Linked DNA regions of Mus musculus: regions 1, 3 and 4 are each linked to region 2. Evidence: chromatin contacts called from public Hi-C and promoter capture Hi-C data. All regions are on one chromosome and are shown on one strand. Each heading gives the region's core, a stretch centred on a gene start, on an enhancer-like site or on the middle of the called end of the contact. The rest is flanking DNA. Distances are from core to core; before and after follow the strand shown. Region 1 holds the start of Akap5 (A kinase (PRKA) anchor protein 5). Region 2 holds the start of Sgpp1 (sphingosine-1-phosphate phosphatase 1). Region 3 holds the start of Sptb (spectrin beta, erythrocytic). Region 4 holds the start of 4930426I24Rik (RIKEN cDNA 4930426I24 gene).

Region 1 (7,530 bases), core at 2,355-4,854, 590 kb after region 2:
CTTATTCCAAAACCTCTGCTCTCTGCTGCCTCTCAGCAGTTCCTAGAAGGCAGTGCCTACCAAGCTGGGTCCATTCCCTGCCTTCAGAAGGAAGAGGTAACCAAGGTGCTTGAAATGAGGTCAGAGTGGCTGCTGAGCAGTCCTCATGGGCAGGAATCTTTGCTCAAAGGCGTCACAAGTACAAGCTTGCAGAGGCTATTTCCACAGTGAAAAAAGGGCATAAGATAACTACGGCCAAGAAGAGTCAGTGCACTGGGGATCTGTCGGTGTCACCAGCCCAAGTCCCATCATCCCTTCAGTCTGGGGCTGGCACCGTCCCTCCAGTTCCAAGGGTTCCCATGCTGGCCCTCCTCTCTCCTTATTGGTAGGATCCCTGATAAGGAAGTTGTGCCTCCTGGTTGTCGCACCCCCAATGCTGTGCATGGAAGATTCATATAGACATAATTTAAGGGTGACAGTGGAATGTATGTACTGAGAAGCAAGGCACTCGGCTCACTGCAGCTTTCCTGGTGCCCACAAATAGATCAAAACACCAAGGACCTGGGGGCCACAGGTTCAGTAGATGGTGTGCCAGAGAAAGGTGCTGCGGAAGGCTTATTCTGAGGAAGACTCAAGGACATAAGAACTGTTAACGAGGAGTCGAGACCATGTTTGTAGCTAAAAGCCTCGACTGAGGATGGGGACCAGGATGGAAGAGACGGTGTAGTCAGCTCAGATACATACGTAGGCTATTTTACTGGCACGCTCTATCTGTGACATTAATAAGATAAGCTGTGAGGAGGATAGTTCTCTATCAGATTGGAGAGGTATTTATAGCTCATTTCCTAATTATATAACTCAGACGGAGTAGTAGGCAATAATACAGTAATAGCTTCAGCGGCCCTGTCACTTGAGTGTGTTTAGGAGTGACAGGTTTCTTCCTCTTGTGCATGCAGTACATTGTTCAAACATCTGGCCTCAAGTTCTAGCCATATCCTAAAGAAAAGCCAAAATGCAGATTCTTATTTATAGTAATATGCGTCCCCTCCCCCCGGCTCATTCTCTTTCCTGGGTGCATTGTGTATGGATGAGAGAAAGATGCCAGATAAGTTGTTGATCATATAAGTCTTATTTTCCCCTAGAGCATGAGATAATCCACCTCTTACCTTAGACTATAGTCAGCTCCCATTCTTCTAAGGCCAAAGCCGGTGCAGGCGAGCTGCACTTGAGTTTCTAAGATGCTCTTCACTGCTGCTCTTTCAGCCTGCATCTCTCATTGTCCGATGCTTTCTCTTCTTTTCAAGTGGGTCTTGCGATGTAGCGCAGCCTGGCTAGGGATGTATGGTCCTTCTGCTTTAGCTACTCAAGTCCTGGGATTGAGCTACTACACCTGGCTCCAAGTGGTTTCTACTAAGATAGCCAGGTTACCCCATCATAGCCAGGTTACCCCATCAATCATCTGCATGAGCTTCCTCTCCTAAAATGACCGCCAACTCCCAGGTCTGCTGGATTTGGAAAAGCTTAAGAGTTTCTTCCCGCTCGTCTCAAGTTCAAAACTACCAAAAACGGTTAACATATAACCGGCTTGCGGGTATAAAGTCATTTCACACATCTGTGCTTGCTGGATGAACAAAGCTAACTCATTTGGATTTTTTTTTGAGATGGGATCTCATGTAGTCCAGGCTGGCCTTAGATTCCCTGTGTAGCCAAGGATGGCTTTGAAAAGTCTCATCCTGCTGTCTCTACCTCCTAAGTACTGAGATCACAGGCTTGTTTCACCCTGTCCAAACCGCACACTGGCAAGTGTGTGTGTGTGTGTGTGTGTGTGCGCACTCGCGTGCACGCAGAGGGCTTACAGGGGCCAGAAGAGGATCCCCTGGAGTTAAAGGCAGTTATAGAGAACTGAAATGTGCGCTGGGAATTGAACTCTGATTCTCTGCAAATCAAGAACTCTCTTTTTAAAATTATTTTTCTTTTATGTACATTGGTGTTTTGCCTGCATGTGTGAGGGAGTCATATTCCATGGAAAAAAGTCAGAGACAGTTATGAGCTGCCATGTGGGTGCTGGGAGTTGAATCTGGGTCCTCCCGGTCTGTTTTGTGCCTTAAGAGTTTATTCCTTATCAGGTCTGGTTGGAGTAAATCTAGACTAGAGAGTCTGAGGAAGGTAAAATATATTCCTTGAAAAACCATCCCCAAGTGGACATCTGATATTGACCTCTCAAAGGTCATGGTCCACTTAAGAAAGGGGACAGGGTCTTGTTCTTCCGCGTCCCTGGGGCTTTCGAGCTCTGTGCTAGGAGGAGCCCTGGAGGAGGCTGAGGCCTGCTGGAGTACCACATCCATGCTGACAGGTGAGCACAGAACATGGCCCATGTGACATCTCATATCAGAACCGCGGCTGGATTACTGTTTCCTTTAGGACATCCCTTGGGGTCTGCTTACCTTGTTCCTCTCAAGTGGGGACGGAGATGAGGGTGCTCACTATTCCAGCCCCATTTGGAGCAAAGGGTATTTGCCTGGTGTGCACAGAGCCTGAGGTTTGGACATGGTGAAACAAGCCTGTCAGAGTGTGTGTGTGACTTACAGGGTCTCAGCTTGAAAACATCCCAAAGCCACAGGCCCTGAGCTGGGGAGGCCACACCTTTGTGTGCACAGAGCCATATTTGTGCTGGTTCCCACCTGAGCTGACACCTTCCTGTTCCAGAGTGAGGACTGTACCAGTACCAGGTTGAGGTTCTGTTTAGTGAGTTTATTTCTGTTTCTCACCATATATATATAATTTTCTCCATAGCCAGGTGCAGCTTCTGAGGTGGAGGTGGGTGAATCTCAGTGAGTTCAATACCAGGCTGGTTCACAATGAGTTTCAGGTCGGTCGTACAGAGCTACACAAATAAAATGTCTGCCAGTGGATGGTGGCACAGGCCTTTAATCCCAGTACTCTGGAGGCAGAGACAGGTGGATCCCTGTGAGTTTAAGGCCAGCCTGGTCTACAGAGTGAGTCCCAGGACAAGCAAGGCTACACAGACAAACCCTGTCTCGACAAAATAAATAAAATAAAATCCTCCCCCGGCCCCTTATTGTCTCTGTACTGTTATGAATCTTGCTTTTTAATTTTGTTTTTGCAAAAGATCCAGCTAGGGCTGGTTACAGGTGGTTGTGAGCCGCCTAATGTGGGTGTATGGGGATCGATCTTAAACCCCCTGGAAGAGAAATACGTGCTGTTCACCGCTGAGCCATCTTTCCCATCAATCTTTATCTGTAGATATGCTTTCTACCTTGTCTTTAATGTTCCAGGGGGGATTCACGGTGGGAGCCTTATAAATTCAAACAAGGTTTTTACGGATGTGCGTCTCAGGAAATGAGGGGTTTCTACCCTCTTGCAGTCCTCCTGCTTTGCTTTAGTGGTCCCTCCACCCTGGTCCTGATGTCTTTATGCAGCGGTGATGCGTCCGGGGCGGGAGCACGGAGGTCTCTCCCAGGCCGCTGGGCAGTCGGCTGGCAGGTGGCTGGCTGAGTTCACCCCGCCCCCGGCCCTAGCCCCGCCCCACTGCTCCACGCGCATTGGCGCGACCAGCTGTCTCTCTCCGCGCTGGGGAGGGGGCGCGCGGCTGCGGTCCCTCTGCAGAGGGCTGCGCGCTCCGCGGTCTCCGGGGCTCTCCGTTGTTTGGGCCCGTGCTCCTCGACCTCGGGAGCAGAGCTGGCCAGAGACCGCGACGATCTGGGTAAGTAGAGGCAAGACTAGAGGCTCTGGGTCAGAATCTGGTGCACTGAGCCCTGGTAACGGCGGCAGACCCCGGGTCCTGGTCACCAGATTGTGAGGGACACGACTGCAAGGTCGCCGATCCTCAGACGGCTCCAGGTGGGTGACCCTGGGCTGTTCTGCCGCCCGCTCGCTTCGCACGAGTTGCAGCTGCTGCTTTGGCACCGGCTGCCTACCTAACCCTTTTCCTTTAGGGGTTTTCTGGGGAACTGTGATTTTCGGCTCCGGGCTATGATAGTTCTGCAGATAGCTTGAAGCTGGGCTATCTATTCCACGCCCCCGGTATTTTCCTTTCTGAGCACTTTATCCTGAGCTCTGTCTCCTGCCATAGGGGCGTCAAGCTTGGAGAATCCTTCCTCCAGGAGGAAGCTTCGCGGTTCGTGTCTAGTGCTGGGAAGGGTTCCTTGCTCTGTTCAGATAGTGGTTGCTCTCTGTTGCTCAAGGGGAGAAGGGTGGTGGTTGTTTTCTGTGGTCTTGGACAGGAGATTCTGCCAGGAAAGGACAGCAGGGACTTTAAGGTTTCCAAGACAATAATGGTCCTCTCGAAGGTAAAGGTGAATCATTTGCAGTCTTAACACTCTGCAAAGTTTTAATGCCTGCAGGCTGCATCCTTTCCCTGCCTCGCCTACACTTGTTGGGGTGTTGATCTCTACAGTGATGTACATTAAAAGAAACCTCTCGTGCAACCATCTAGGCCATTTAGGTTAGTTTCAGAGACTTTCCGGAATATAATCTCATTTGAATATTTCTTCTATTAATACACACACTTAGAAGGAATGATCTCTAGAGCGCTGGAGGCTCAGGGAAAGAAGACGTGGAAGCCATTAAGACTGGGTTCTAGTTCTAGTGCTAGGGTGTGTGAGGAGAGACTGCAAATGTTATACTGGTCCCATCATTCTAGAATTTTATGTTTCTTTGTAGAAAGATGAAGCTTTCAATACTTACCCTTAAAAAAACAAAAGAAAAGCCTTAGCTCTTAAAACGGTTTTTCAGGGTTCCAGTTCTACAGAGAATTGGGAACTGGTACCCAAGTGAAAGCTCTGTGAAGAATATGCATGAAAGGCTCCCCTGCGCCTAACTCAGGGCTCAGCACCTAAAATGCACGGAGCTGTTGTTAGCTAGTCATTCCAGGTCCTCATTCCTTAAGCCTTGCCATTCTGTGGACTATTACTTTTTTTGGTGGCACTGGGGCTCAAACCCAGAATCTTGTGGCACGTTAGGCCAATGTTCTGTCACTAAGCTATGTGTCAGTTTAGTTTTACATGTTTTTCTGAGACAGGGTCTCACGTAGCTGGTGCTGTCTTCAACTCTACTATGTAGCTCTGTGGATGGCCTTGATTGAGACTCCTGCCTCCACCTCCCACTTGCTGGAATTACAGTCACGCGTGGTCACAAGCAGCCTCAGATTAGCATTTTAAAGCAATTTACTTTCTCTTGGACCTCGAGGCGCAGTGAAAGAACGCAGTTCAGAAACAGGCAGTCTTGGGTTAAATCTGAGCGCTGTTGCCACCGACAAGCTTTGTAGTCTCAGGCAGGCAGACTGCTTAACTGCAGATGGAGATATCACCACCTCCTCACTCTGCAACACTGCGGTGCAGGTTAGAGATGTATGTGAAAGTGCTCAGCGCTGCTGCCTCGTACACGGGAGTCGCGCAACCGACGTTGGCTGGAACCGTCACTAACTTACCTCCAGCTGTGTGCAGTTACAGTGGGGAAACATGAGTAGCAGGCACTTCACTGAAGATGTCAAAGTTACACAACGACTTTTAAGAGTAGAGAATGACAGCGATGCTAGATTTTTTTTTTTTCTGAGAGTATGTATGGAAAGTAGCGCCTCCTTGGTGAAATGTATGTACATTTTTAGAACAGAAACCTTATGCTACAATAGAACGAACACCAGAGAGTCAGATTTTCTACTTCTAACTCTGGCTAGGTCCTCATCTAGCTGAAGGCTTTCTGCAAGCTCTAGCTGCCCACTGGGAGCTCACGTTGATCATTAATTCATCGTGAGCCATCTCCCATGTCCCTCGTAGTACCAGCGTTCTTCGTGGTATGTGATGAGACAGTACTCAGGCTTCCCTACCACACTGCCCTCTCTTTTCTTGTTATTTGCTAAACTTTCCATATGGGACCATAAACAATTCTTGGAGAAGATAACTGGGCACACTAGCAGAGTGACCTCAAACAAAATCTGAGCAAAATGAGTTCACACTCAAATCTTTTTGATAGGGTAAAACCAAGCCTCGCTTTTTAGCCCTAAGTTGTTGTAGTATGTACTTTCTGTGGAATGCATGCACCATATGATACAGTTTATATTAAAAATAATAGGCTTCCTCCAGGCAGTGGTGGCGAACGCCTTTAATCTCAGCACTTGGGAGGCAGAGGCAGGTGCATCTCTGAGTTTGAGGCCAACCTCATCTACAGGGTGAGTTCCAGGACAGCCAGGGCTACACAGAGAAACCTTGTCTGGAAAAACCAAACAAAATAACGTAATAAAATAAATACCCTGAAATAAACCCTACTTTTTTCTCTCATCAGGTTGGGCTTCAAATAAAGAAGAAGTTGAGCCAGGAAAGTGCTTTCATTCAAAGAGTAAATTAAAAGAAGACACCGTGAGGCTCAGATAAACAAGGCGTTCGTGTCCTGAAGAAGTCACAGAAACAGCTGTGGTGTGAGGGGAGAGTGGACACGTAGGAGAAATCGGAGCTGGTGTGATATTTCTGTCACAAAAGACTTTCGGAGGAAGGGAAAAGACACGTTTCTAGAGAATGAAAGAGTGCAGCGTCAAAATGGAGACCAGCGTTTCTGAGATTCAGGTAGAGACGAAGGACGAGAAGGGACCAGTAGCAGCCAGTCCTCAGAAAGAGAGGCAGGAGAGAAAAACAGCCACACTCTGCTTCAAGAGAAGGAAGAAAGCGAACAAGACAAAACCCAAAGCCGGTTCCAGGACTGCTGAGGAGACAAAGAAACATACCCCCGAAGCTGGGGGCTCTGGTCAACGGCAACCAGCGGGTGCCTGGGCCTCCATCAAAGGCCTTGTGACACACAGGAAAAGGTCCGAGCCTGCAAAGAAGCAGAAGCCGCCTGAGGCAGAGGTGCAGCCCGAGGATGGGGCTCTTCCTAAGAAAAAGGCAAAATCCAGACTTAAGTTTCCTTGCCTAAGATTCTCAAGAGGGGCAAAGAGAAGTCGTCATTCCAAACTCACAGAAGATTCAGGCTACGTCAGAGTCCAGGGAGAGGCAGACGATTTGGAGATAAAAGCCCAGACCCAGCCAGATGACCAGGCAATCCAGGCTGGGTCTACCCAGGGCCTACAGGAAGGTGTGTTGGTGAGAGATGGTAAGAAGAGCCAAGAATCACACATAAGCAACAGCGTCACCTCGGGAGAGAATGTGATCGCCATAGAACTGGAATTAGAAAACAAATCTTCTGCTATCCAGATGGGAACTCCTGAGCTGGAAAAGGAGACTAAGGTGATCACGGAAAAGCCAAGTGTGCAGACGCAGCGAGCAAGTCTACTTGAGAGTTCAGCAGCAGGCAGCCCTCGGTCAGTGACTTCTGCTGCTCCTCCATCACCAGCAACCACACATCAACATAGTCTGGAAGAACCCAGTAATGGCATCCGGGAAAGTGCCCCAAGTGGGAAAGATGACAGGAGAAAGACTGCTGCTGAAGAAAAGAAATCAGGAGAGACTGCACTGGGCCAGGCAGAGGAAGCTGCAGTTGGCCAGGCAGACAAAAGGGCACTAAGCCAGGCCGGAGAAGCTACAGCGGGCCACCCAGAGGAAG
Region 2 (6,842 bases), core at 4,320-6,819:
GACTTTAGTCCCAGCACTCAGCAGGCAGAGGCAGGAATTTTAGGCCAACCTGGTCTACAAAGTACATTCCAGGATAACCAGGGCTACACAAAGAAACACTGCCACAAAAAATTAAAATAAAATATAGTGCTGGGGGAAAGTCTATTCATGCTTCCTAAACAGCACAGTCCATTTGTCGAAACCAGTGAACTTTTATATCTAGAAGCAGCACAAAGAGAAACAAAAATGCAACATTAAAAGGATGGGATCAGGTTCCGCTAAGTTTTAGCAACAAACGAAAGTTCAAGATTCATGTAAGTTTCCTGCCATAAAATATTCTTTTAGCTTTTTCTGAATGCTTTAAACGTGTAAAATCCAACCATACTTCATGGGGCATTAAACACAAGACAGCAAACTGGGGTGTGGTACAAAATCCATGCTTAATCCATGAGAGGCTGGGCTCAGTCTCAGATACTACTCAAAACCAAAACACAACAGGACAAAGCCGGCAGCAGGCCAAGGTGTGCTAGAGAGAGCTGACAGGGAGACAGACTCCTATTGCCTCTCCCTTGAGCTGGCAAGATCATCTCTGTGAACTGCTCTCCCTGTCCCCAGTGATCTAGAACTTTCCCTGGGCTACAGACAGAAGCCTTTCCTGAAGAGCCATCTCGATAGAACAACCATATTTGTTTTCTCACATCCACGTATGCCATGTGGCATAGAAACTATGACAAATTAACACGTTTTTATTTGTTGAGACAATTGTCATCTTCATTAAAGCTCTTTACTCAATGGGAGAATAAAAATATATACTTGTAATAAAAGAAATACAACTGCTGTTATTCCCAGTTGATAAAATTTCCTATATAAGGACCATGTAGGAATTGCTGTACAAATTATTAAATTAACAGAAAGCTCAACAAGGATATCTTAGGTCAGCTCAAAGTATAAAATAATCTGTCGCTTTTTATATCATGATAGTAACAACAATGTAAAGTAACTGGAAATCAACCTCAGTGCTTAACCTCCATGAAGAAAACCCTGCCGTTTACTTGGGAACGACTAGAAAAAACAATGAGTGCATGGGCCATAGTCATAGCTCAGAAGATTAACTACTGTAAAGCTATCAATTCTCTCTATCAGTTAACAGACAATTTCATTGCAACTTCAATAAAGCTCACAGTTTTTCAAGGCCATTAAAGAGCTGACTTTAAAATGTATACTGAGAGTTGGGTGTGGTGGCACAGACGTGTAATCCCAATTACATGGGAGGGTGACACAGAAGGATTCCAAACTGGAGTTCAGCCAAGCTACAAAGTGAGGTCAAGGCTAACCTGGGCAATTTAGAAGACCCTGTCTCAAAATGAAAAATGGTTCGATCTAAAACCACACACACACACACACACACACATACTACTAAATGGACACAGCCAAAAGCCTGGGTTTCAACATTCACCATCATGGAACAAAATAAACTAAAAGCAAAGAGTCAAAGTAGCCACTACAACCTTCTAGGTAGACACTTTAGGTGAACAGGCATGAAGATTGGTCTAAAACAGTGACAGGAAGTGCAAGAGCACAGAGTAGACAAGCACACCAACGATACACCTGGGAACCTAGTCAGAGCCACACTCATCAAGGAACCTGATGCACGGTAGAAGTGACATTACAAATACATGAAAAAAAAATTATAAGACAAAACTACTCAAAATTGATAATAAGAGCAGTTAATTATCTATGTGGAAGAAGTTATACCAGATTCACTTCTCAAAAATAAAACTAATGAGAGGTGAATAAGTGCTTCCATTTGTAGCTATACATTCTCTTTGCAGTTAAATAGTTTAATTCCTAGAACCAATAATGAAAATAATGCTGATTTTATTTTTTTAAAGATTTATTTATTTATTATATTATAAACACACTGTAGCTGTCTTCAGACACTCCAGAAGAGAGCATCCGATCTCATTACAGATGTTTGTGAGCCACCATGTGGTTGCTGGGAATTGAACTCAGGCCCTCTGGAGAGCAGTCAGTGCTCTTAACCGCTGAGCCACCTCTCCAGCCCTGATCATCCATCACTGGGGCCAGAGAGATGGCTCAGCAATGAAGAGAACTAGCTGCTCCAGCAGAGGGCCCGCATCTAAATCACGGCGTTCAGATAAATGCAACTCCAGGGAACCTGATGCTCCTTTCTGATCACCAATGGGCACCTGAGTACACCCTTGTATGCACACACACACACACATACGTACCCACACATGTGTATACACACACATACTAACACACATAAACACAAATAAAATAAATCCTTTTAAGAAGTAAAATAGAAGTATGCCAACCCAAGCATACTGAGACATACCTGCCTGTAATCACAGCACTTGAGAGGCTAATAAAAAAAGATTACAGGTTTAGGAGTGGCCTCCTCTATACTGAATTCCAGGCCAGCTAGACTACACAATCAACACTACACAATCAACCAATTAATCAATAAGCAAACAAAAACCCAAATGGCCACCAACTGATGGAGAAAAAAATGCATCCAATGAAACACTAGTCACCAATAAAAAAGAACCAAGTCCTGGGCATATACTACAACATGATCTTTAATAGGCTGCTGGGAAGGTAAACTATATATATATATATATATATATATATATATATATATAATGTATGCCCATGTATGAAACTGTTAAAAGAATTTAAAATGCTAAGTGAATGCCAGGTGGTGTTGGCACATGCCTTTAATCCCAGCACCTGGGAGGTAGGGGAATCTCTGAGAGTTCAAGGCCAGCCTGGTCTACAGAGTGAGGAGTTCCAGGACAGCCAGGGCTACACAGAGAAACCCTGTCTTGAAAAGCCCCAAAAAAAGAAAAAGAAAAAAAGCTAAGTGAAAAAACAAAATCCTGTTAAACAGCCTTGATAGTGCAAGGTTCCTCCAGTATGGAATGTTCACAATAGGAAAAATCTATATACATAGAGTGGGTTGATGGTTGCCTTAGAGATCTGTTTAAGACTAGATGATTTCTATCACCCTGCCTGGCTGCAATCTCAAAGCCTGTATGATTTGCAAATGTTGAATTAAATACAATAGGTTGTGTATAATTCCTGTTTGAGGCCAGCCTGAGCTACATAGTGAGTTCCAAGCCAGCCAGAGTTACGGTGAGATCCTGCCTAAAAACCAACCAAACAAAAACTAGAATACAAGCTTAGCCTGATTATTCAAGTGGCCTTGAAATGTTAAAATATTGATAGCTACACCCCATAAACAATTCAGCAGAACTATTTTCAGACTTCCTGTTAGCGTGTGTCCTGAATAACTAAAGAGCAGAACCAACTCACTCTCTCTCTCTCACTCTCTCTCCCTCTCCTTTGCCCCCTCCCGCAGTGTTAGCAGCAGCCCATCAGAGAAGAGACAGTAGAAAGTCCCCCATCAGTAAGACAAACAGCAGCACACAGTCACAGTAAACAGCATGCCGAACACATTGACAATCTCACTTTCTGGAATAATTAGATCAGATGGGAATTTTTAGATATTTTTTTTCCACCCCAAACAGGCAACACTGTTTTTACAATCCAAATGTGACCATGTATCACCAGGGGTTAAATAAGAAAAGAACTTTCTATCTTAGTCTCCCCTCCTAATTCCGTCATTCTTCCTGGGTCCATGCCTGATTTCTGTTACTGTAAAACAGATGAATTGCACAGTAGAGAGGGCCTGGGATGATACTGGCAACATTTACCCATACTGAAACTCAACGTGGGTTAAGTAAGCCTATAATGGAGTTTTACAGCACAGTTGGCATTTCTCAATCTTGTGCAATAAAAGGGAGTTAAAAAAAAAGATAATGAGTTTTCCTAGATTCTCCAAAACCGATGCACTTTATTCTTAAGAGTCTGGTCCGAAAGACTAACAAATCATACAATTTAAGACAGATAAAGCAAGACCAGTAGACAAATATATTTTGCTTCTGTGTGAAAGATAATTAAATTGTAAACTCAAGTATCACTTGCAAACAAACCCTAGGAAGCTCAAATTAGGGAAGCCCCAAAACGCAGGCAAATTAAAAAAATGACTACCATTAAAAACTCTTGATGGACAAATTGCCCCCGATGTCAAACGCCATTATAACCAATCCAGCTCCTCGGAAGGCAAAGCCTATAACTGCAGGGTTACAGTTACCGCCATAGTAACAGTGTAGCAACTAACAACTGGTTCTCCAGACCAGAGACAGAAGTGAAGTGTCTTAACAGACCTGCAGTCAATCCTTTACGACGAACTCATCTAGATTCTGTTCCTTTACCTTTCGGCTTTTTTTCTTAACTGTCATTACTTTAGTGCTTGGAATGTGCCTGTGCCGAAATTATACTACTGTTTTGAAAACACTCTTTAATTTTACATTGTAAACACCATGTATTGCAGTGAAACCGGGTCTCAGTTACCAAGTGTTTCATTTTAAGTACACTGAATCACCACTGTGCATCAGACGAACTAAGTTTAAAAACTCAGTCTAAGCTCAAGGATTCAATGCACGAAAAGTGTTTCCTTGGGGGGTGGGGGTCTAAGAAACTATACCCAACTGTATTAAAATACAGTTTAGTGTTTAAGAACCGTCATCAGTTAATTTTCTAGAACTCTGACAGGACCTGCGTGGGTACTGTGAGAACCTGTGGGTTGGGGTTTTGGACGGGAAGAGGCAAATTTTTAAAAAAAGGGGAAAAAGAAAGTTCAGAAAGCACTGGAAACTCGACCGTGGAGCTGAGGGGCACAGCGTACCTGCCAGCGGCCATAGGTGAGCAGGAACATGGCGATGGGGATGGCGGTGCCTGACATGGCATGCGTGGAGGGCATGCTGTATTCCGAGTTGTAGAAGACCTCCAGCTTGATGACAGGCGGCGAGGCCGGCCGTGGCCAGCGGATGATGTCCTTGGTGCACTGGCCCAGGTACATGACCAGCACCCAGATGATCACCAGCCTCCGGCCCACAAAGGGGTCGAGATTCCAGATCCAGAAGGGGAAGAATAAGATGTAGAAGAGCTCGTTGCCCAGTTCCGTGCCTAAGCAGAACAGGTAGTAGAGCGGCAAGTTGCTCACTTTGACCAGCTCGCCCTCCTCGCCCGTCAACGAGTTGCGGCGCTGCGAGCCCGCGCGGCGGGGCCCGGTCGGGCCCGGCTCGGCCGCCAGCCCGTTGCGCACGCCGTTCGGGGCACCGCAGCAGTCCGCCTTGGCGGGGCTGTCCTCAGCGCCCGGCTGCCGTCCCCGTCGCCGGGGTTCTCCCGGGGCTCCGCGAACCTCGGTCTCTGCATCCTCGTCCGCCGCCGGGCTGCTGAGCGGCACCTCCACCCCACACAGACGCTGGAAGCTCGCCACCCGCTGCGGCTCCTGCAGACGGCTGGCCAGCAGAGCCAGCCGCTGCCCCAGGGACATGGTCGCGGGCCACTCGGGAATTGATCCGGCCACGCGCTCCTCGCCAGCCACAGCCGCCACGGTGCCTAGCTCGACTCGCTCGAGGCTGCCGGCGACCGCGCCAACAGGCCGCAGCGGCCGCCGCGCGCGCCCTGCGCCCCGCGCGCCCCTCCCCTGGCGCGCTCACGGAGGCCCGCGCCGCGCGCGCAGCCCGGAGCTGTCGCCGAAGCCCCGCCTCCCGGTGCTCCTGGTTGCTGTGCGAAGAACAGTGCGGGTCTAGGCAGGGCTGGTGACCCAGGAGCTGCCCGCGGCTTTTATTAGCCTGGAATCAATTGGGGCGTGATGAATGGAGGCAAAGTAACCGCCGCGAAACCGGAATCGTCCGACTCACGCCATTAATTAGCAACTAATTTCAGAGCTGTCTCGGATGGTTGATGTCCGGAAAGCCACGTGCCAATTGACCAGCGGTGGCAAGATTAGAAAACCGTAGATAATCCAGGACAGAGCCTGGGTATGTGATCGCTGACACAGCTGTGGTCTGCAAAGGAAAAGCCAGTCACCTACCAAGTAAAATCTGACTGTCACTCATCACATACGTCTCTTAAGCGAATTTAGGTGTAAAATTTCCTTAATAAATTCTAGCACTTAGCAAGATTGCTCAGAACACATAGTTAGTGGGAGAATGTAGCGTGGAGAATTCTGAGGGTATTTTTTGTTTTGTCTTTTATCGTTTTCTTTTTGTGAGTTTCGGGTTTGTTTTTTTGTTTGTTTGTTTTTTTGTTTTTGTTTTTGTTTTGTTGTTGTTGTTTGTTTTGTTTTGTTTTTGTTTTTGAACCAGGGTATATCATTTAGCCGAGATTGGCCTCAGCCTTGCTATGTAGTTAAGGCTAGCCCTGAACTGTTGATCCTTCTGGTGAAGCCCCCCAAGACTCGGGGTTACTGGGGCACCATGCCAGGTTTGAACTTGGAATCTGATAGGCTGAACTAGAATCTTAACAGGATTGTCTTGCAAGTCACAAACTTGACTTTAACTTCTAGATGGATCCGATTTTATTAAAAGATTTCAAAGTTTTAATTCCAGGAAGTTATTTTCAGTCAAGGCAAACGAATGTCTATAATTAAAGACTGAACTACTTCCAAGAAAGAGGCTGGAAAATGCTCCATGCTGGTAAGCCATGAGAAATAGTTTCATTTCCCAAGAAAGATTGCTTCCCAGCTCCTCCTATTCCACTTGCTGCAGTCATAAAGAGGATTGCCTCGAGTCCCTGGCCCTGGAATTGCTGAGGTTGGAAAGGTTGAGGGAGCACAGACGAATCCCAGCGCTTGGAGGCTGACATGGGAAGATTTGGAGTTTGAGGACAGCTGGGGCTTCATAACAAGATACTGTATCAAAATAAGTAAAAGCGTTTACAGCCTAGGAAAGCAGACAAGCATGAGAAAAGGAATACTGGGCCTGAAG
Region 3 (7,900 bases), core at 499-2,998, 970 kb after region 2:
GCTCCTCTCATTCAGGAGCTATCTGAATCACCTCCCTTGGAAACTGAACTATATACATCCATTGCACAGGCAGGGGTTTTGTGTGGCTGCCTCCTAGCGTGGAGGTGACAGCCGTATCCTCTCCCCACTGAAGTTCTTAGTAAAAAAGAGACCATCACTATATAATCCCATCCCACCCTGCCGGATGCATCTAAAACAATGGCTTCTTTCCATATCCCTTCAGTGAGTTAAGGGTGTTATTAACTGTAGCACCTCTAATTGCTCACTGAAAACAGTGGTTTGGATATTAATAGACTATAAATCAAGGCCCTACCTAAGGCTTGTTGTCACGGAAACTGTACTCAAGCCTCGTAGCTATTTCCCCTTTGGGAAGTCTGGGTAAGTTGGTGGGACTTGAGGATTGTGTTAGAGCTCTTGTTTCTTCCATTTTCTGCTATTTCTCCGGGGCCAAGTTGCTGGAACTGGCACGAAGGGTAACCGTAGAGTGGGCAGTAGCTTGGAGATAAGGAACTCAAAGGGAAAAGGTGGGGGTCCTTGAAGTATAGTCCTGGGACACTTGATCTCTCCCTTCTCAGTCTACACTGGGCCACTCTGCACGTCCTGCCTGACATCCTGAGGCCCGGCCCCCTCTGCTGCCCTGAACTGTCCTCCCAGCCTTGGCACTGGGCAGCCCTGGAGCGCGCTAGCCAAGTTCCAGAAGAGGATCCGACACGCCCGGGGGTTTGAGAAACCAGGCAGCAGGAGGCACAGACGCGGACAGTCCTTAGACCGACGACAGGCAGCCCCCCCCCCCAACTTTGCTCCCAGGCGAGGGTCCTGGGGGAGGCGGCCAAGAGCACAAACCCCCCAAACCCACTCCCCGTGCCCCACGGCGACACTCTACTAGCTGGCTTCCCAAAGCTAGCGCCCTGCTCGCCCAGCGCCTGCGAAACCCACGCGGGTTCCCGCGTCCCGGGGTGACGACTGCCGCAGCCGCCAGGGCCTCCTGGGCTCCTCACCCCTCCCGCCCCGTGCTAGGCACCCGGGGCCAGGCCCCCACCGGGCTGTCGCGTCACCCGCCCCCTGGGCCCCGCACTCCCCGGCGCTGGCTCCGGGGCACCCAGCTCCCTCCCGTCGCGCGGCCCTCGGGGACTCACCTGCGCTGGGGCTGAAGCGGCGGCTACCCCGAGCCCGGGGGCGGCGGCGCAGGGGGAGGAGGGCAGCACGGGGCTCCTGGCACAGTGGCCGCCGGGCGCCTGGTGCAGCGGAGCCGCGGACCCGCCCAGAGATATAAATAACATTATCTGAGGAGGGACATTCCTGCCGGGGGACATCGCTGCTGCCGGGACCAGATAGTCCCGCGGCGGGGGCGGGGAGGCGGGGCTGCAGCCTCCCGCAGCGCCAGGCCCGCCTTCCCCACCCACTCCTGCACCTGCCAATCAGACTGCGCGCCCGGGGGCACCTGCCTAGCCGCTAGCGCCGCCGCCGCTGGGACCTGGGACGCCAGGGTCCTCTCTCACCTCCCCTGATCCCGCACACACAGAGCCCCTTGCCACGGGAAGAGGACTCGACTCTGCTGCTCCGGCCTAATTTGTGTGCCCGGAGCCGCAAGCTGGCGGCGAAAAGGAGTCCTCCCAGCCTTTCCCGCCTAGCGTCCCTGCAGACTACGATCTGGTTTTGAAAAAACATCTAAAGACCCGTTTAGGCCATAGGGTGGGTGAGGAGGGCGCCCCGGCTGTAATGCCCCTCCGGAGATAGGCTGGAAGGGACAGATTGTTCCCGCGGGCGGGTTACGTTAGAAAGCGCGCTCCCGGCCGGCTACAACCGGCTGGTAGTAGGAGCAGACGCTGGGAGCACAGGGGGTGGGCACTGGGCCGAGGCCCCCGCCCCCAGCCTGCGGGCTGGAGGCCGCGGCTCCTGCTTGTAAGCAAGGTACTGTCCCGGAGAACCCGGCTGTGCTGGTTGGTGGCGCTCAGCCTACAGTTGCATATTGCAGGGTCCATAATCAACAGGCAAGCCAGCATACCAGCCCACCTGCACCATCCTGTGAGCCCGGGTCTCCGGGCAAGACCCTGCTTTCTCACTGCAAGCTTTGGTAGGGTGGTGTACAGCAGGCCAGAGGAGATGCTAGAACCAAGGGTGTCAAGTACATCTGCGACTAGGGAGGGTGACACACGGACGAACACGGGCGGCTTGCAAGGCAGGCTATTTCCTTGACTTTTTAACAATACAAGGTCATCGCTCTGTAATGTTGGTTGCGTGCCTTGCTGTACCTTTCCTTGTTTTATTTTTATGGGGGGGGGGGAGGGGCGGCCCTCCATACGCTGTGCCTGGGATGGTCTCTCACAGACTATCAACCCGGGTAATCGCAAGTGTAATGGAGACACCAGTGGCGATTAAAAAGAGCATAGATGCAGAAGGGAGCTTTAACTTTGATGCTCCCCGGAATTCTTAACAGGAAACAGCCTTTCTCTTGACTTGTTTGCTTGAGTGTATAATTACGCTGTTTTCTAGGATTCATGAGCAAAGTGTGTTGAGTTGCCAGATGTTCAAGCTTAGTATTGGGTATTAAAGGTACGCAAAAGATATTTCACTGCCTGCTGCCGTCACACTTCTTTTGAGAGTAGGTATTTGGACAGTAAAAATGCTAATTGGGACAAAATCCACAGGTATTAAAAAGCCATAGAACTCTTCCCTCCCCTTTTGCCTGAGTTCTTATTACATACTAATTTCCCAAATGGCATCAGTATTACAAGGAAAATGACACACCGGCCTGGGCTATCCTAGAGGTTAACAGCGACCTCCCACCTCCTTCCCCCACTCAGACCATCTAGCAATTCTCTGTAGTGAGCAAGAGCTGTAGATCTTAAGCAAAGCACACATTTAGCACTCCAAAGGCCCTGGGACTCCCCAATATCCTCCAGCACCACCCCAAACCATTTGCTTTGCTTGTTGTTGAGTTCAAAATCATCTTTTTAGGAACTAATTCCTGGCAAAAACAAAAAACAGGCCAACTTCAAAAGCTGAGACTTAGATATCACAAGTAGAAATCCTTGATCTATTTTTGAAAGAAAAAGGGAGGGTTGGAATTATGTATTTATGTGTTTTAAACCGTGTGTGAATAAACTTATTAAATAAATTCATGAATCCCAGAATTGCAGCTTTGCAGCTACGTAATTATATATTAGAGGAAACAGATAATTCTTAGCTATAGGCTTGAGGCTCTGAACTGAATGGTTGCACACATATTTTCCTTTGGAGCGTTCAAATTTATAATTTTCAACCACAAGAAAAAAATGAATATGACGACGACAAACGCTCCAAAGCAACAGACAGATTAGTCCAAGATTTTACAAACCAGCTCTTCTGCTGTGGCTATCTCGACTTTAGCTGAACGATAAATAATTCAATACAACCTCATTTGCTGCAGATCCTGTTATCCTGACAACATCCCCAAATGCTTCCCAGCTAATAGAGTTACAGTGACATGATAAATCAGAGCCCAGTGAGAGAGGAAGTTTAGAAGTGCAGAGAGAAAGGGCATTGCACAAGCACAGGAATGAGAAATTCGGGACAGTGTGGGGGAGGGAGGGGGGACACTGATAGAAAGGTTCACTATCAAGGTCATTGTTGAGACAGAGCGTCTTCAGGGGCCTTCTTAGAAAACTGTACAGTATCTATAAAGTATCGTTGAGAATTCTCTACAGGAGATAAAGATGGACCTTCATCTTCATTGGTCAAAGGACTGTCCCTGCCCATCTTGACAACCTGGATTTCCAAGGTTCCCTGTAAGCTTCCCTAGTTAATCTGCAGCTTTGGAAGAGTTCTGGGACCCGAAGGGAGAGCTTAAGACTTTAGTAGATGCTGTGAGCCAAGGTTTGGGAGGAAGCCTTCAGAGACTGAGTGCCCAGCTCTAGCTGAAATCAATAGGTGAGGCTAAGGGGGTGGATGTAAGTAAGGACACTAGAGTCGTCTAACTATAGGGGGATGTCTGCTAGTCTCCTTCTCCTTCATAGTCTCTCTCTCTCTCTCTCTCTCTCTCTCACACACACACACACACACAGTTCTTTGAGAATTCCTTACATGTCTGCATCATATTCACTCCCCCAGCTCTTCTCAGAACCACTCCCTTTTCTTTAACCTCCCTCCCCCAATTTTATGCTTTTATGCCTTCCCCCAACCCTTTAAGATTAATTTGTGCTGCCCAAATATGCTATTTTTATTGAACCACAAAGCCAAAGCTATTTAAGTAAACCACTTTGAATTAAACATGAACATATATATTAGAAAGATACTCAAAAGCAAATGCAAAGCTAACCCTGACTAATTCAAGTCCTTAGTGGCAATAATGAAGGAATCAAGAATTCATGATACTAGCACGTACTATACCCTTTAACTGAGCTCCAGTCCAGGAAAGGAAACCGAATTTTCCTTCCCATGTCTGGGATTACCTAAGGGTGCCACTTCCTTCTCAGTGTGCAGACAAGAGAGAAGCAGTAAGGCTAATTTCTCAAGCACACCACTGAGAACCAGGAGGGGCTGAGGACTGGGGCTCAACCCTTTGCCCTCATGCCTCAGACTCCTAACGGCTCCCCCATCCTCCCATTTTTGTTCTCTTTCGATTCTTTTTCCACGTAGCAGCCAAATTCTACTCTAAGAAGGAAATCTGATTGTGCCACTCGGTTACATTAAATCACCCGTGGCTTCCCAATACTTTCAGGATACAGTGCTAAGCACTTAGCACATGAGACAAAATCAGTAAAGATAAAATGAGTGAATAAGTGAACAAATCAGGAATTAAATGAGGTTGCAATCTTGGAGGCCAACCTGAGAAGTCAATAAAAATCTTTTTTTCCCTCTGGGTTATAGATACATTATATGTAACTTGTTTGTTTGTTTGTTTGTTTGTTTGTTTGTTCGAGACAGGGTTTCTCTGTATAGCCCTGGCTGTCCTGGAACTCACTTTGTAGACCAGGCTGGCCTCGAACTCAAAAATCCGCCTGCCTCTGCCTCCTGAGTGCTGGGATTAAAGGCGTGCGCCACCACACCCAGTTATATGTAACTTTTACAGGAGGTTCACGTTGGAATAAGCTTGTCTGAATGAATTCCCATTCTCTGAGATGTAAATGACACTACTGTGGCTGAATTTTACCAGCTCCTGCACTCCTGCTGCTCGCCATGCCTAACTTACTGTCTGTTGGGGAGAACGGTGGGGGCGGGGGGGGGGGCTAGTTTAACTAAGGAGACCTTGCGCTCAGTACTACCTCCCAGCTCACTCAAGTCTCACGGACAACAAGGTAAAGCAAACACTGACAGTTCAGGTGGGTGGACTCTTACTGCTGCTTTTCAGTCATGGTCCTCAGATAGAAACCCCATTCCAGACCCCAAGCTTCAGTAAGCCTAGATCTTGAGCACACAAGATTAAGGCCACAGGAAGGTAGATCAAATGCAGTATAAGGAATGAGTTAATGCTTTGACACTAACTCTGTCTTAAGTCTTCCAGAGAAGATATTCTATAGGTGGATAATCAAGAGTACCTTAGCTCAAAACCTCTGTTTTCACCTTTTATCAATATTTATCAGTCAGGGACTCAGACCACGAGGAGGAGAATTTATAATTTACAAATTGACTTTGAGGTGGCTGGAGAGAGGGCTCAGCAGGTGAGGGCACTTTCTATTCTTAAAGAGGACCCAGGCCAGTCATGGAGGCAACACATTTGTACGCATCAAATAAATAAATTTAAAGAAATTGCAATTGAGTTTATTATAAGGAATGACAAGCTACCATTCTAACAATTCAACTAATTAAACAATTTTCTGTGTATGTGATAATTGTTGCCAACATAAATGGTTTTGCTAATTGTTTTGTTTGCAAGTGAGCAGTTACCAAAATCACAGGTTTTTCTTTCTTTCTTTTTTTTTCATAATATTAACCAAGACCTTTGGGAAATTTTCAATAAAGTTTGGAAAGAATCGGCAATAAAAAGCTCCATTACCTCTGCAAATTAATTTCCCTCTCTATTCTGTGGGTTATTTCTACAGCTGCTCAGCTTCTGTTTGAATATTTCTTCAATATTTTGGAGTCTATAAGAAACTATAATTCAGCTTAGACATGATGTATTTTATAGAATGCATACAGAATATAATTGGTTCTTGCTAGAACCCCTGATTTTTTTTCATTTTTATTGGCAAGTTCTGTTTTTAAAAAGTTATTATTTTCTTCCTATCAAATGTTTTCACTTTATTTCATGAAGTAAATTGCTATGGTTATCTTCATTGCTGGGTCAAGAATCTCAGAATTTAAGTAATTTCCCAAAGACAACACAAACTCCAAATCTCAAGCTTATTTGGGTCGTTTCTTCAGGAACTGGTAACACATGTTGGGTTTTTTGGTTGGTTTGGTTTGGTTTGGTTTTTGAGACAGTGTCTCACTCTGCATTCCAGACTGCCAGACTGGCCTGGAGCTCATAGCAGTCCTCCTGCCTCGGCTCCCAATGTGCTAAAATTATAGATGTTGAGTCATGTGTGGCTTTGAGACTTAAATTAGCAGGATTTATTGTCTCCTACTTGAACTCATTCAAGAATTTAGCCCTGGTGGCTGGAGAGATGGCCCAGCGGTTAACAACACTGACTGTTCTTGGAGAGGTCCTGAGTTCAAGTCTCAGAAACCACATGGTGGTTCACAGCCATCTGAAATGGGATCTGATGCCCTCTTCTGGTGTGTCTGAAGACAGCAACCATGTACTCACATACATAAAAATGAATAAATAAATCTTTAAAAAAGAAAGAAAGAAAGAAAGAAAGAGAGAGAGAGAGAGAGGGAGGGAGGGAGGGAGGGAGGGAGGGAGGGAGGAAGGAAGGAAGGAAGGAAGGAAGGAAGGAAGGAAGGAAGGAAGGAAGGAAGGAAGGAAGGAAGAAGGAATTTAGCCCCAAATTATGCTGAGCACATGCACAGTGGCAACTCTGCTGCTTACCCTTTTCCACCATCACTGAAATTATCCAAATCTGCTTCATCCAGCATCCAGCGCTGCCCCCTTGCAGACAAACCAATTGAAAGCTGTGGATCCTCCTCTTGGAATGGGTTTCCAGCTATAAATAAGCATTTGTATGCCACCACTGACCCAATCACTACCTATCTTCTTGACTGCGCTTCACCTGCACAAAGTGCTGCCAGAAGTAAGTAGATGTTTGCCTCTTAGGATTCCAGGAGCTTGATAGACCTCCTGCTAACATCCCAAAGACTATAATTCTTTATTCCATAAATAAAAACGAACCTTCAGAGGAAACTGAACTTGGGAAGGAGTTAGCTTTTAAAGTACAACCTTCTGCTGGAGAGATGGCTCAGAGGTTAAGAGCACTGACTGCCCTTCCAGAGGTCCTGAGTTCAAATCCCAGCAACCACATGGTGGCTCGCAACCATCTGTAATGGGAACGGATGTCCTCTTCTGGTGTGTCTGAAGACAGTTACAGTGTACTCGTATACATAAAATAAATATTTTTAAAAGTATAACCTTTGGGTATAGGAATAAGAAAGAAATGTGCCGTGCAGCTTATTGAATAGAATCTTATAGTCAGTATCAGAGTAGGCTTGAAAGACCCATAGATGGAGACTCAGAACACTCTGCCTGCCCTTAAGCTCTCAATTTCTCAGCCACAAAATAATGACACTGAACCACCACCTAGACTCAGCGGACTCTCAGCTTGATTGAGCTTCCAATATTGTACATATATACTAAGAATTTATAAATTGGGGTGGTGGTGGGTCACACCTTTAATCCTAGCATTCAGGAGGTAGAGGCAGTCAGATCTCCATTAGTTTGAGGCCAGCCTAGTCTACACAGTGAGTTCCAGGACAGCCAGGGCTACACAGAGAAATCCTGTCTCAAAAAAAACAAAAGAATTTATGAAATGTTTATCATAAA
Region 4 (7,404 bases), core at 978-3,477, 670 kb after region 2:
CTCTAAGGGTCTCTGTATGAACCGGTTTTGGGCCTGGCAGCTCTCAGTCTTGTTTTGTTTAAATTGTAAGGAGAGTGCCTGAGTCATGTGCAGTGCCCTTGGAGGCCAGAAGAGGGCGTTGGATCCTATTGAACTGGAGGTACAAATGTTTGTTAGTCCTCATCTTAGGATGCTGAGAACTGAACCCAGGCCCTCTATAAGAGCAAGCTGCTAGCTTCTTAACTGCTGAGACATCTCTCCAGCCCGCTACCTTCCATATTTAAAGATTCATTTAAAAATATTATAATAATAACAATAATATAATAAAGGTGTTTTGTCTACATGGATGTGTACCATCTGCTTGCCTGAGGTTTATTTATTTTTTTACTTATGTATGTATGTATGTATGTGCGTGCCTTTATGAGTTTATGTGCACTTGAATACAAAAGCCCAAGGACGTCAGAGAGTGGTGACATTCCCTAGAACTGGAGTTAATGGTGGTTGTGAACCGCCATATGCATGTTGGGAACAGAACCCAGGACCCTGCAAGAGTAGTTAGTCCCCTTCCTAGCTGAGCCATCCCTTCAGCTCCATCCCCTCTCTTCCTCTTCGCTGAATTTCCCCAGAGCTGGGTATATAAGCACAGACTATCACATATGGTCTGATATTTTCTTTAATCCTTTCCTATTTCAAGTTTTTCTTCAGTTTCTTTCATGGAAAATAGAGAACTGCAGTTGCCAATGGCAAACGTGGTTTTGAAACTGTAAATTACATATAGGAATAGAAAGAATCTTTAAAACTTTCCCGATTAAGTTTTGTAGAACTCTGAGCTGGAGAGATGGCTCCGAGGGTAAGCACACTTACTGCTTCACCAAAGGACCTGGGTTCAGTTCCCAGCATCTGTGTCAGGTGGCTCAGGACCAAATGTCACTCTAGCTCTAGGGTCTCTAATTCTGGCCTCTGCACCACATTGCATACACACACACAGATAATTTTTTTTTTAATCAAAAGCTCTTTTAAAGTTTTTTATTGAATTCTGTCAACATTACCTTTTAGACAACGAAAACTTTCATGTTTCTCATACTGTCTTCTCCATCACTGTCTCACACGACTTACTGGCCAGTTTCAGAGGGGTGCTTCTTTCCTGGAGCTTCGAAGACAAAAACAAACAAACTAACAAACACCCCAAAGCACAAAAAGTTGCTTAACATATCCAGATTCTAATCTTCAATTCTGAACTCTTCTGCCCTCCTCGTCGCCCACATTCCACCACCTCAACCTCGATAAAGAATGCTTTTCTTACTCTCCTTTGCAGGAGTTAGGCATGTCACCTCCTCAGGGATGCTTTGATGTTTTCCCCTCAGGCTCTGTGTGCCCCTCCCTGCCCTCTGTTGTCACCGGACTGGCTTACCCCCTTATCACACGACTTAGGCCCGTTTCCCTTGTTCTTTTCATCTCATATTGGGCACCTGTCAAAGTTTTACAGCGACGACTGTCCTCAGCTTCCCATCCGTAAGGCGAGGCGGTCGTTCTACATTACAGGTCTCCGTTTTCCTGTAGGGAGTCCTTTTACAGGAGCCAGCTTCTGCCCACCCCCTTGTTCCAGAGAATACTTTCCAAAATTATTCTCAGATTCCGGCTAAACAAGTGCCAAAGACTCTTTTTCATCTACTTCCTCTCACAAGTCTGTGCTGCCAACCTATTCTTCTCATTCAACCGAACTCCGCGCAAAAGGACTAATTCCTTAACAAGATCACGCGTGCGGGGACGGGAGTCAGAGGGGTGACACTGGCTTATTACGCAGTGCCACCAAGAAGTCAAAACCGCCCATTAGGGCGCCTGAAAGAAAATAAACTAGGAAAGCCGAGGGAGAAAGTTGGGCGGAGGCGGCTCGCGAGCCGTAGCCGCTCGCGCTGCGCGGGAAGCCACCCGCCTCCCGGGTAAGCACCCCGCATCCTTCCCCGGTCGCGCACTTTCTGAGACGCGCTGGGAAGGGGGAGGGGTACTGACTCGTACCCGCCCAACTTCGCAGTCCCCGCCCTGGAACCGCCCCTCACCCAGCCCCAGTCCCCGCTACAGGAACAGCAGGGGCAGGGAAGGCGAGAACCGATCCCAGCCGTTCTGTATTCGATGCAACCGCCCTAGAAGGAATTCGGGCCCCGGGAGCCGAGTCAGTGGCGGCACCCGACACCGAACGGTACAGAAACCCTTTCGGAGGCCAGCGCCCCTTCCGTGCTGCCTCCGCGCGCCCCGCCCCGCGCCTCCCTGCCACACGCTTCGGATTCTGCGCTGCTCATTGGGCATCTGCCCCGCCAATCTGAAAGATGTTAGCGAATCACGCTTTAGAAAAGGCAAAGAGAACGGGAAAGGGGGCTTTCACACTGGCTCCCCTGGCGCGAGCTTAACGCCCCCAAAGCGGCTGGAGGCACTGGGCGGGGCTTCATTTGCATAACGGCCGCCCCTTGGTCTCCCTGCCCAAGGCTGGCGTCAAGCGCCTCACCCAACTAGATATCAGTTGGACCACCGGCTGGTCACTCCGACCAGGCAAGCCTGTGGGAGCGCCGGACGGGTTGGAGCGGGCGGGCCCGGGGACCGATTGGCTCTGAGAGTTTCCAGCAGGCAGGGAGGAGGGGACTATAAGAACCAGAAGCCCCGTAGAGGTCTCCGGGAGACGCTAGTCGCGCTCGTGGAGAGTTGTGAGAAGCGACCGTTGGCTCAGGTCCCGGCTTGCGCTTGCCTCTCCTGACGCTTTCGTCCTAACGTTGCTTTGCCTGTTTTTTCAGTCAGGATGTCTGCCCGCGGCCCGGCTATCGGCATCGACCTGGGCACCACTTACTCGTGCGTGGGGGTATTCCAACATGGCAAGGTGGAGATCATCGCCAACGACCAGGGTAACCGCACCACCCCCAGCTACGTGGCCTTCACTGACACCGAGCGTCTCATCGGCGACGCCGCCAAGAACCAAGTGGCCATGAACCCCACAAACACCATCTTCGACGCCAAGCGGCTGATCGGACGGAAGTTCGAGGACGCCACAGTGCAGTCCGATATGAAGCACTGGCCGTTCCGAGTGGTGAGCGAAGGTGGGAAGCCCAAAGTGCAGGTGGAATATAAAGGGGAGATGAAGACCTTCTTCCCTGAGGAGATTTCTTCCATGGTCCTCACTAAGATGAAGGAGATCGCCGAAGCCTACCTGGGGGGCAAGGTGCAGAGCGCAGTCATCACTGTTCCTGCCTATTTCAACGACTCGCAGCGCCAGGCCACCAAGGATGCGGGCACCATCACCGGCCTCAACGTGTTGCGCATCATCAATGAGCCCACAGCAGCGGCCATCGCCTACGGCCTGGATAAGAAGGGCTGTGCGGGCGGCGAGAAGAACGTGCTCATCTTTGACCTGGGCGGGGGCACCTTCGATGTGTCCATCCTGACCATCGAGGATGGCATCTTTGAGGTGAAGTCCACGGCCGGCGATACCCACCTGGGTGGCGAAGACTTCGACAACCGTATGGTCAGCCACCTGGCGGAGGAGTTCAAGCGCAAACACAAGAAGGACATTGGGCCCAACAAGCGCGCTGTGCGCCGGCTGCGCACCGCCTGCGAGCGCGCTAAGCGCACCCTGAGCTCGTCCACGCAGGCCAGCATAGAGATCGACTCGCTCTACGAGGGCGTGGATTTCTACACGTCCATCACCCGCGCCCGCTTCGAGGAGCTCAACGCCGATCTCTTCCGAGGGACCCTGGAGCCGGTGGAAAAGGCGCTGCGCGATGCCAAGCTAGACAAGGGCCAGATCCAGGAGATAGTGCTGGTGGGCGGCTCAACCCGCATCCCTAAGATCCAGAAGCTCCTGCAAGATTTCTTCAACGGCAAGGAGCTGAACAAGAGCATTAATCCCGACGAGGCGGTGGCCTACGGCGCCGCTGTGCAGGCGGCTATCCTCATCGGCGACAAGTCGGAAAATGTGCAGGATCTGCTGTTACTCGACGTGACTCCATTGTCGCTCGGCATCGAAACAGCTGGCGGTGTCATGACCCCACTCATCAAGAGAAACACCACGATCCCCACCAAGCAGACGCAGACCTTCACTACCTACTCAGACAACCAGAGCAGCGTGCTGGTGCAAGTGTACGAGGGCGAACGGGCCATGACCAAGGACAATAACCTCTTGGGCAAGTTCGACCTGACTGGGATCCCCCCAGCACCCCGTGGGGTCCCCCAGATCGAGGTCACCTTTGACATCGATGCCAACGGCATCCTTAACGTCACTGCTGCCGACAAGAGCACCGGTAAAGAAAATAAAATCACCATAACCAACGACAAGGGTCGGCTGAGCAAAGACGACATTGACCGGATGGTGCAGGAGGCGGAGCGGTACAAATCGGAAGATGAAGCAAATCGCGATCGCGTGGCAGCCAAAAATGCGGTGGAGTCCTATACCTACAACATCAAGCAGACCGTGGAAGACGAGAAACTGAGGGGCAAGATTAGCGAGCAGGACAAAAACAAGATCCTCGACAAGTGTCAGGAGGTGATCAACTGGCTTGACCGAAACCAGATGGCAGAGAAAGATGAGTACGAACACAAGCAGAAAGAGCTTGAGAGAGTGTGCAACCCCATCATCAGCAAACTTTACCAAGGCGGTCCAGGCGGCGGCGGCTCCTCTGGAGGGCCCACCATCGAGGAAGTGGACTAGGCTTGCGCTGGAGTCCGCGTAAACCTCTTTTCCTTTCTTTTCTTTTTTCTTTTTTTTTTTTTTTCCTTTTCTCCCTTTTGTTTTGGTTTCTTTTAAATGTCCTTGTGCCAAGTAAGATCTATTATTGGAAGTCTTTAGCCTGGTGCATACATATGAAAGGAAAGGTGCAACAACTTAGTTTAGTTATAAAAGGTTAGTTCTAAAAGTTTGATTTGGGGGAAAAATGAGGTTTCTCTTTAATGCATTTAGAGCGATTGCTGATTTAAGCTCTTTTTGTTGTTGTTAAGCTTACGTATGTACATGGAGATTTGCTTGAAAGTAGAACCCTGATGCTCGCACACCTGACCTGTGGAAGCTTGGTTACACTAAGACACAGGAAAGCTTGAATTGTTTATTTTTATGTACTATGAGATGAAAGTAAGCACTGCAGTGATATTAAAGACAGGTATATTCTGTAAACACATAAATGCACATTTAAAGTAAAGCTGAAATTGATCTCAAAATTGCTGTCTGGCGTTTTCAATTTTTTCATCCTATGTTTTCCTCGAGTTGATCTCTTAAGAAGTTAGTATGCTGTGCAATGCATCTAATCCAGTTTTCTCTACCTCTCAGATGAAGCTCCTGCCACAAATCACCAACAATTTAAGGGGGTGAAGAATCTTGATAACCCTTTAATATTCAGAAACCTGATGGGGTCTCTTCACGTGACTCTAACCTCCTAAGCCCTGGTTCAAGTTTAAAGTGTTCAAGTTTAAAACAACAGCAACAAAGCTACCCGAGTGTTACAGGGCAGTACAGGCTGGATCCCAGAGACCTGTACAAAATAGCTTTTCTCCAGAGTAACAAAAATGACAGCATCTTTTCTCAGTAGCCAAAGGGTTATAGAAAGTGTGCTTTGTGGCATACAGGTTCCTGAAACAAGAGCCAGCAGGCAAGTTTAAGAGTGATGTAATATTGAGTCCCAGTCTGGTCAAGTTTGTTTTCATTTCCTATAAAACAGCTCAACTGTCTGAGCTTCTGGCAAACTCTGGAAGAACCTGACTGGGAGCTGTAATTACTTGGGAAGTGGCTCCTTTTCTCCTTTGAAGATCTTAGAGCTTGTACAATACCTGTCTCAAATCACTGTTACAGTTCTTTTTTAAAATCACATTTATTTGGGAGTGGACTAGTTATGTGAGTGGTTCCCTACACCGTGTGCCCCCAGGATCGAACTCAGATTTTTTGGTTGGTAGCAAGTGCCTTTACCTGCTGAGCCATTTGTTTTTTAGGTTTTTGTTTTTGGTTTGGTTTGGTTTTTTATTTGTTGGTGTGGTTTATTTTGGTTTGGTTTGGTTTTTTGAGACAGGGTTTCTATGTAGTCCTGACTATCGTAGAACTTGCTCTGTAGACCAGGTTGTTGGCCCTTGAATTCGGAGCCTGCCTCTGCCTCCTGAGTGCTGAGTGATTAAAGGTAAAGGTGTGTGTCACCCTCACCCAGCTTGGTTTTTTGGTTTTTGGGGTTTTTTTTTGTTTGTTTGTTTTTGTTTTTGTTTTGTTTTTTTAAGATTTATTATATGTAAGTACACTGTAGCTGTCTTCAGACACACCACAAGAGGGCATCAGATCTCATTAAGGATAGTTGTGAGCCATCATGTGGTTGCTGGGATTTGAACTCACAACCTCAGAAGACCAGTCTTAACCAGTGAGCCATCTTTCTAGCCCCCTTGTTTTTGTTTTTAATGGAATTGCATTTTAAAATTCATGTAAGAGGAATTCAGGGGAAATTTAGTAGTTCATTTGAAAATGAATAGTTTTAATAGCTCATAGACATTTTAATACCTTCCTAACATAAGATTTTGCTTCATTATTTTTAAAATACTAGTGAGTTTTAGAAGCTATATTTCCAAGTTATTGTGGATCCTTCTCTGTTAGTAACAGATTTAGTTTTAGAAAAATAGTATGCGTTAATTTAAAAATTAGGAAGCAAGGGTTATTGGGTTTGGAAAGGATTGTCACCTTATAGTTGACGTTTCTTTTAACAAGCCTCATTTAGATGGGGAAGAAAGATAAATGGACAATTGTAAAATTGCTTCAGAATACTTACATTTTCAAAGACGATACTTTGGAAATGTGAAGGCAGACTAATCTATGCTGGTATAACACCAGTGGAAGCTTCCAGCAGTGAGCATTTAAGGATGTAGTGAAACAAGACGACACAGGCCATTGCATAAACATCTGGTGAAGTACTTTGCTACTAATAGATTTAGAATGCTTTTGTTTGAGAGTGTATGAAGTAGCCCAGGCTAGCCTCCAGCTCCTGATGTTTGAGAGTGTATGAAGTAGCCCAGGCTAGCCTCCAGCTCCTGATGCTTGAGAGTGTATGAAGTAGCTCAGGCTAGCCTCCAGCTCCTGATGCTTGAGAGTGTATGAAGTAGCCCAGGCTAGCCTCCAGCTCCTGATGTTTGAGAGTGTATGAAGTAGCCCAGGCTAGCCTCCAGCTCCTGGTGCTTCCATCTCCCAAATGCTGCCAGCACAACTTTATACCCAACACCCCTGGCCTAAAGTGACTTTGGAAGATGGGAGGGAGCAGTGGGGGTGGGGGCAGCCCTAGGTATCCTGGAACTCACATAGACAAGGCTGGCCTCTAATTTACAAACTAAAAGATTCACCCACCTCTGCCTTCCAAGTGCTGGGATGAAAGGCTTTAAAGTGACTTTTTACAGGAGTTTTGACCAGGACAATATCCATTACTTTGC

The links. Promoter capture Hi-C pulls out the DNA fragments that hold promoters and counts their contacts. Hi-C and Micro-C count contacts between places; a contact is called where the count stands out from the background.
Region 1: a contact with region 2 is called in a Hi-C map of centrocytes, with 2.4 times the contacts expected there. The contact joins the promoter of Akap5 here to the promoter of Sgpp1 in region 2. A contact is called at or near these places in 1 of 39 promoter capture datasets (embryonic stem cells), 1 of 484 Hi-C or Micro-C datasets (centrocytes) and 1 of 115 datasets of contacts at active chromatin or transcription factors (bone marrow-derived macrophages).
Region 3: a promoter capture Hi-C map of hippocampal neurons shows a contact between it and region 2, with 2.5 times the contacts expected there. The contact joins the promoter of Sptb here to the promoter of Sgpp1 in region 2. A contact is called at or near these places in 2 of 39 promoter capture datasets (hippocampal neurons and pre-B cells).
Region 4: a promoter capture Hi-C map of pre-B cells shows a contact between it and region 2, with 2.3 times the contacts expected there. The contact joins the promoter of 4930426I24Rik here to the promoter of Sgpp1 in region 2. A contact is called at or near these places in 2 of 39 promoter capture datasets (cranial neural crest and pre-B cells), 2 of 115 datasets of contacts at active chromatin or transcription factors (bone marrow-derived macrophages and memory CD8 T cells) and 1 of 9 other capture datasets (liver).

The regions. Positions count from the first base shown.
Region 1 is chr12:76,321,287-76,328,816 of GRCm38.p6, forward strand. Akap5 (A kinase (PRKA) anchor protein 5) reads left to right here and starts at 3,605. Exons shown (of 2, transcript NM_001101471.1): 1 at 3,605-3,703; 2 at 6,280-7,530. The coding sequence starts at 6,531. Gm40443 (a long non-coding RNA gene) reads right to left here and starts at 1,878. Exons shown (of 3, transcript XR_001780628.2): 1 at 1,146-1,878.
Region 2 is chr12:75,730,160-75,737,001 of GRCm38.p6, forward strand. It overlaps Sgpp1 (sphingosine-1-phosphate phosphatase 1), which reads right to left and starts at 5,570. Exons shown (of 3, transcript NM_030750.3): 1 at 4,754-5,570. The coding sequence starts at 5,404.
Region 3 is chr12:76,708,799-76,716,698 of GRCm38.p6, forward strand. It overlaps Sptb (spectrin beta, erythrocytic), which reads right to left and starts at 1,749. Exons shown (of 36, transcript NM_013675.3): 1 at 1,137-1,749.
Region 4 is chr12:76,401,767-76,409,170 of GRCm38.p6, forward strand. It overlaps 4930426I24Rik (RIKEN cDNA 4930426I24 gene), which reads right to left and starts at 2,228. Exons shown (of 4, transcript NR_166810.1): 1 at 1,391-2,228; 2 at 1,029-1,129. It overlaps Hspa2 (heat shock protein 2), which reads left to right and starts at 2,410. Exons shown (of 2, transcript NM_001002012.1): 1 at 2,410-2,523; 2 at 2,763-5,172. The coding sequence starts at 2,768. The coding sequence ends at 4,669.